Linked DNA regions of Mus musculus: region 2 is linked to region 1. A link is a contact called in public HiChIP or PLAC-seq data. All regions are on one chromosome and are shown on one strand. The core of a region is the stretch at or near the end of the contact, and the rest is flanking DNA. Distances in the headings are between cores, read along the strand shown. Region 1 has its middle 29 kb from the start of B3gnt2. Region 2 overlaps Commd1 (COMM domain containing 1).

Evidence for each region. HiChIP or PLAC-seq counts read pairs in DNA pulled down with a chosen protein or histone mark.
Region 2: an H3K27ac HiChIP or PLAC-seq map of embryonic stem cells shows a contact between it and region 1, with 10 read pairs. The contact joins two enhancer-like sites. A contact is called at or near these places in 13 of 39 promoter capture datasets (the 3T3-L1 cell line, the C10 cell line, the HPC-7 cell line and 6 more), 4 of 15 datasets of contacts at CTCF or cohesin (CD8 T cells, the G1E-ER4 cell line, large pre-B cells and 1 more), 33 of 484 Hi-C or Micro-C datasets (the C2C12 cell line, CD8 T cells, the CH12 cell line and 19 more), 20 of 115 datasets of contacts at active chromatin or transcription factors (CD8 T cells, the HPC-7 cell line, the NIH/3T3 cell line and 10 more) and 4 of 9 other capture datasets (adipose tissue, embryonic stem cells, liver and 1 more).

Annotation. Positions count from the first base shown.
Region 1 is chr11:22,828,725-22,832,122 of GRCm38.p6, reverse strand. No RefSeq gene overlaps it. Among named protein-coding and RNA genes, the nearest start is that of B3gnt2, 29 kb to the left of the region's middle. Within about 2 kb of position 1,607, at least 67 of the 459 cell types and tissues checked have an H3K27ac peak or open chromatin away from gene starts, as enhancers often do. A contact at or near this core is called in the C2C12 cell line, the HL-1 cell line, the NIH/3T3 cell line and 2 more, where this site is marked.
Region 2 is chr11:22,947,461-22,950,858 of GRCm38.p6, reverse strand. The region is part of intron 2 of Commd1 (COMM domain containing 1); the gene reads left to right. Among named protein-coding and RNA genes, the nearest start is that of Zrsr1, 23 kb to the left of the region's middle. Within about 2 kb of position 1,523, at least 36 of the 459 cell types and tissues checked have an H3K27ac peak or open chromatin away from gene starts, as enhancers often do. A contact at or near this core is called in the C2C12 cell line, the HL-1 cell line, the NIH/3T3 cell line and 2 more, where this site is marked.

The DNA of each region.
Region 1 (3,398 bases), core at 358-2,857:
CCCTCCACCCCCCTGCCTAGAGTCGCTGATCTTACTCTTCCCAGAACTCCTTGGTGATAGATAACTCTGCAGGATGTCTGGGTTCTTCCTGAAATGCAGAAGGACTGAGAGGTCCCACGTGTCTATCGTGAGTTTTCCAGTATCGTGGAGTCCAGTGGTGGCCTCTGACCCTTTCTCCGTCCTAGTCAGCGGGTCTCTTTCCAATGCTCTGTAGCAAAGGAGCACTTGGTATAGAAATGGAAGGGTCCATTTTCTGATTAAAAATAATTTGCCTACGCGGTGGTGCACGCCTTTAATCCCAGCACTGGGGAGGCAGAGGCAGGCAGATTTCTGAGTTTGAGGCCAGCCTGGTCTACAAAGTGAGCTCCAGGACAGCCAGGGCTAAACAGAGAAACCGTGTCTCGGAAAAACAACAACAACAACAAAAACAATAATTTGCCTGTTCTCTTCCTCCTCTTCCCTCCTCTTCCTTTCTTTTCCTTCCTTCCTTCCTCCCTCCCTCCTTCCCTCCCTCCCTCCCTCCCTCCCTCCCTCCCTTTTTCTTTCTTTTTTGCAGGTCTACCACAGAACAGTGTTCTTACCTGGTAGGCAGGGAATGGGGTGAATACCTTAGCTCTGCATAGCTCGGGACTCAGGCTATTGTCCCCTCAGATCAAGGCAATAACTTGTTCTCTAAGTTCAGTGTCCATGACTGTGGGATTAGTCTGTATTCTTTTTTGACCTATTGGTCAGGGTCAGCATTCTCTGTCCTCTACAGTGGAAGAGCTGTGCCCCTTCTGACTGTCTTACAGAGATGCCCCAGAGCTGACCCACCTTTGACTGTCTTGCAGAGATGGCCACCTGCTTGGATGTTACCCTGTTGGTGCCAACTGAATTGCCCAGGAAGGACCAGCAGCAGAGCTCTGTCCCTGTCTTCTCCTCTGTGCAGCTGTGTCACAGACTGCTGTAGCTGGGGATGGCCCTGAGAAGACGAGCTCATTCCTGGGCTCATTCACAGCCACTCAAGTCCGTTCAACAGCTCCTTGCTGGGACGGGTGGAAGTGGCTAGGCTCAGACCCCAGAGAAAACCCCAGGTCTTGCCTCCCTTTTGTTTAGTGACCCTCTGTAGCTCTCCCTCTCTCTCATCCAAGGGCTCCAGGCAGCTGGGGTCAAAATACCTTCTTCCGCATTGCAAAACATGGCCAGGACTGAGATGGGAATGAACATGTCTGCACTTTGCTGGATGGAGAGAGAAGGGAAGCTGAAACCGCTGAAACCGTCGAGCTGTGCTGGCAGAGGGGAAGCTGTGCGAAACCTCCTACCTGCTCAGAGACCCGGCACTGGGCAAGCTACAAGTCAGTCCTGCATCCCAAGCTGCTGCTAAGGCCTGCACTCAGACTCTCTGGTGGCAGGATCTGTTCTCCTGTCTGGTGAGATGGAGGAGCCCAGGCACACAGAAATAAGGACCGTAATCAAATGTGGGCACACATGAGCCGCTCGCATAGCAACAGCCTCACGGTCTTGTTTTTGTCTTGTGGGAAATGAGAAATGAACAGTAGGCAGCGGAAGGTACATTATAGGGCTTAAACTCGGTGGGAATGTCTGTATTTATCCCACTGCAAAAGCTTCAAGTGAGTCACTATGGAAGGAATGAAGGGGGTGGGGTGCTAGTGCACTGTCTAGAAGGCTAGGAAGCTTACAGAGACCTGCTGGACCCAAGAATAAGACAAACAAGATGCAAAGCAGCCCCCTGGGAGCCCACTGCTTCTCAGTTGTCTCTCCAGCTGGGAGGGCCATGCCGTGCTAGAAGGCAGACAAGTCATACCTCCAGAAGTGGGAGAAGGTCTTATGTAAGTGGGGTCCCACCCTGCAGTCAAATACAAACTCAGCTACAGGGGTGATCCCGAGGACAAAGCAACTGAAAGCCGACAAGGTCACTGTGCTGGCACTTGCTGTGAGGCCAGCCTCAGCTACCAAGCAAGACTTTGTTTCAACAAAACAATAAAAACCACTCCCTGTGGCATGTGTTCAGTAATGTATCAGAAAATGTAAAAGTATGTTTTATTTCACCCCAGGGCACCTCTTCATTGCCGTAGACCAGCCCAATGAGCTGAATATCCTAAGTGACTTATTGGGTGACTTCATTTGGAAAACCTTAAAAGTAATTTAAAATGTAAACTTTCCTCTTATTTTTTGTTATGTGTATGCGTGTGTCTCTATAGGTTCCCACAGGCCAGAAGATAGCATCAGCCTTTAAGCTGAAGTTACAAGGTGCTAAGAGCCAAACTGGTTCTCTGCAAGAAATGCTCTTTAAAATATATTAGTAATGTTTATTTATGTTATTACTTATGTGTGTGAGTGTTTTGGGTTCATGTATGATTGCACACCATGTGCATGCTTGCAGTCTACAAAGGTCAGAAGAAGGTGTCAGATCCTACGGGACTGGGGTTAATAGACATTTGCAAGCTACTGTGCATCCACAGAGATTAAATCTAGGTCTTCTGCAAGAACAACACATTTTCTTAACCTTGAAGTTAGTTTTTCAGCCTAAGCCTCAAGTGCTCCTAACTGCAGAGTCATCTATTCAGCCCGTATATTTTTAAAAAATACTTATGCGTGCATGCATGCACACACGCGTGCACACACGCACATGCACATGCACACACACATGCACACGCACCCACACATGCACACACATACACACATACTTGTACACGCATGCACACATACACGCACACACATACACACACATGCACACCCCCCCCACACACACACGCACACACACACATACACACATACATGTACATACACGCACACATACATACACACACACACACACATATACACGTACACGCGCGCACACACACACGCACACCCTTGCCTGAACATATGGATGCTCACCACATGCTGTAGGAGCCCAAGTAGGTCAGAAGAAGTGCCAGCTCCCCTGGAACTGGAGTTGCAGTTGTGAGCCAACATGAAGATGCTTGGAACTGAACTCAGCTTCTCTGCTACAGCACTAAGTGCTCTGAACTGCCAAACTGTCTCTCCAGCTGCCCTTAAAATTTTTTTTTTTTATTTTTGACACAAAAACAGTACAGAACATCTGTGTGCTTCTCTCCAGCTTTCTTTAACTGTGTGCTAATTATCAAGGCAGACCAGCCAGCAACAGGAAATCAACATTGCTATAGCTGCATTGCTTACCGGGGACTTGGTTGGCCTCTGGCAAACCCTCAGGTCCGTCTGTTGTTGCTTAGGCACCTTATTTATGGCCCCACATGACATTTAATTTTGTTTTCTCCTTGGTCTCCCATCTGCTTCTCAGTCTTGTCTTTCCATGTCTTCATGACTGATGTTTTTGGTCAGTATTGGTTATTCATAGCATGTTCTTCAGTGAGAGCTTGTGTTAGAGTGGCTTG
Region 2 (3,398 bases), core at 274-2,773, 120 kb before region 1:
TCGACTTTGGTAAATATGGAAGCTCTTCATATTCATATTTTCATTTCATATTCAGTTAGCTGCACAAATTAAACTTTACTGCTGTGATTGTCTGGTAGAGCTTTGCATTATAAGTTGATAATGTTTAGCACTGTATTTAAATCCTGCTTTATATATGTTACTTTATTGTCGTAACAACAGTGTTGTAAGGTAGACCTTAGGATTTTTTTTACTACATGAAGAAGATAAAATATTTACTTGTTCTGTAGATCACATAAGTAATTCTTTACTCAAGTTAGAAGACAACAAATGTTTCAATTTACTGTGTTTTTCTGAAGGTCCCATTGTCTTAAAGTATTGTCTGTTACCACTTCAAGATAAACATGTGGGAACAAAAGCTAATTCAGTGGATAGGTTGTATGTGGTAGTGGAAAGAAGTGGAGGGAGATGGAGAGATGGCTCCGCAGTTGCGTCCTTGCTGTTCTTGCACAGGAACCATGTCAGTTCCAGCACGTAGGTATAACTCCAGCTCCAGGGGCTCCGACGCCCTCTGCTGGCTCTGTGGGCTCCTGTACATACTCAGGCACAGACATAGATACAGAAAGAAAAATAGAAAGACGTTGTTGTTTTTGTTCTTTTTGAGACAGGGTTTCTCTGTTTAGCCCTGTGTTGTCCTGGAACTTGCTCTGTACACTAGGGTGGATTCAGACTTTTCATAGGTCTGCCTGCTTCTGCCTTCTGAGTGCTTGGATCAAAGGCATGTGCTACCACACCTGGACAAGTAATTTCTTTAAAGTAGAGCTGATAATGGCGTCTCTGGGGCTGATGTATGGCCATTGTTTGTAGCAGAGTCTTCTTAGTTAAACTTTGAACCAATTCTAAGTTTTCCTAATGTTCTTTGAAGACACATTCTATAGGGTTTTGAATGCAGATCATAAATTAGCTCCACCAGACTTCAGATCTCATTACGGATGATTGTGAGCCACCATGAGGTTGCTGGGATTTGAACTCGGAACCTTCGGAAGAGCAGTCAGTGCTCTTACTCACTGAGCCATCTCACCAGCCCTCCACCAGACTTTTGAATTTAAAGTCTACTTGTAAATTACTTTGAGATTGGCTTCCATTTGTCACCTGGATTAATAAACTCAGTCTCCTGGTGGTTTCTGTTTCAATCCTGGAAAGTCTGATGTAAGATTTTTAGAATAATCCTTTATTTTTCAGAGTTGTCTATGAGATAGTGGTGGACAGGAAGTCTGTGCTGTGCACGGCATTGGAGTCCATTTGCCTGTGTGTAAATCCGAATTTGTCTGTTTGTCCTCGTCTGATGCTGGCCCATTAGCATCAGTGCTGGCCTACATTTGCATTTCAAGAATAAACTTACTTTAGCCAGCTGTGTTCCCAGTCTAATGTTTCAGAGCACTGGCTTGGTAGAAGTGTCCTAGTCACTGTTCTACAGCTGTGAAGAAACACCATGACTGTGTCTATTGTTGTCATAGCTGGAAGCATGGGAGCACACAGGCAGTCTTGGTGCTACATCCAGATCCACTGGCCACTGGGAGAACCACTGACCTCCAGTGACACACTCCCTCTAGCAAGGCCACACCTCCTAATCCCTTTCAATGCTGCCACGCCCTGATGACTAAACTTTCAAAAGTAGGAGCTTGTGGTGGCTGTTCTTATTCAAACTACCACTCCCTTCCCCCATTAATTAGAGTAATTCTTATGCTGCCTTCCATACACCAGATGAAGACTGGGATCTATAGTTAATTTTGGAAACAAATGGGTTAGATAGAAATTTAAAGTCAGAGTTGTAAATGAGATGGTAGTGTTGTCACCCCTACCATGCAGTGCCTAAGAGCCCTTTAGTAACTGCCCTCATTTGGCCTATAACTTGTATTTCCATCATCAACTATGAAAGCCTTAAATACAGTAGCTGTGGAAGTAGTCATTTTGTTGATCTTTCACCTTGTTTATGCTTGGATTGGAATTTCATGGATTTCCTTTGGGAAATAAGTCAGGAGGATAGCCATGTATGTATGTATGTATTTATTTATTTATTTTCTTTTTTCTGAGACATGGTTTCTCTGTGTGGCCCTGGCTGTCCTGGAACTCACTCTGTAGACCAGGCTGGCCTCGAACTCAGAAATTCGCCTGCCTCTGCCTCCCGAGTGCAGTCATGTGCCACCACTGCCCAGCTGAGGATAACCTTTGATGAGGATATTGTTACACTTTGGACCAATGAGCTCTTCTTTAGGCAACTATTCCTATCTTGTGTATTTAAATTGTACAACTTGTAAACAAAATAACAAAGTTGGTGTTCAAAAATATAGAAGTAATTCTCAGAGCTTTAAAGAGCACAGCTGTGCTCTTCCTTTTCACTGGAGGGATATCATCAGAGTGGCCTTTCTTAGAGAGGTTGACTCCCTCAGTAGTGTGGTGTTTTGCAAAGCTTAGCTCTTCCTCCAGATAAGTACACGCTGGGATGTGATAGTTCATTTAAGTCAGTAGATTCCAGTACCTAACACAGTAGTTTTCAACCTACTGAGTCCTTTATAATACAGCTCCTCATGTTGTGGTTACCACCAACCATAAATTTATTTTACTGCTACTTTATAACTCTAATTTTGTTTGCTACTGTTATGAATTGTAATGTAAATATCTGTTTTTCAATGGTCTTAGGCAGTCCCCATGAAAGGGTCATTCAACCCCAAAAGTTCAGAACTGCCGAACTAACATATGATAAAATTCACCTTTAAATTTCCTTATTCATGATTACAGTGTATTTTAAATGAATCTGTTTATTCTCTGTGGATAAAATAAAATTTCCAGGTCTAATTTTTTATATTTGATTTTATTTTTAATTATATGTCCACATGTGTGTTTATGTGTGTAAATATGATTCAGAAAAGGGCATTGGATTTCCTGAAGCTGGAGTTAACAGGCAGTTGTGAGCAGTAGCCAACAACTGAGCTGTCTGTCTAGTGCCTCTCTAGCTTTCTTCAGAATGAAAAACACTTGTGGGTTTCTTTCTTGATACATTATATTTGTAGAGTTGACAGGTTCTGTTTTGTCAGGTTACATACTTAGAGAGTTTAAATGTTGTTTGCTGGTAGTGGGGTAATGATGCTGAAAACTGAAAACAGCCCTTGCCGTGGGTGCTATGATGCAGGGTACGTTGGTTACTAGAGGCCCTACCTCCAATGGTGTCCATAGGAAGTGGAAACAGTTCTTTCCAAGGCCAAGTGTTTCTCCAAACCGATTTTTTTTCTGAGACTATCAGGAAGCCTCCAGTTTTAAAGTAAGGTGTGAACTTTCAGAACTTCCATCTACTAAATGTGCATTGTTCTTTCAAAGACACTGACAGTGGCCTGTGAGTCAGAGCCTTTGGAAATGGCTGGTAAGCTGGTGATAATGGATAG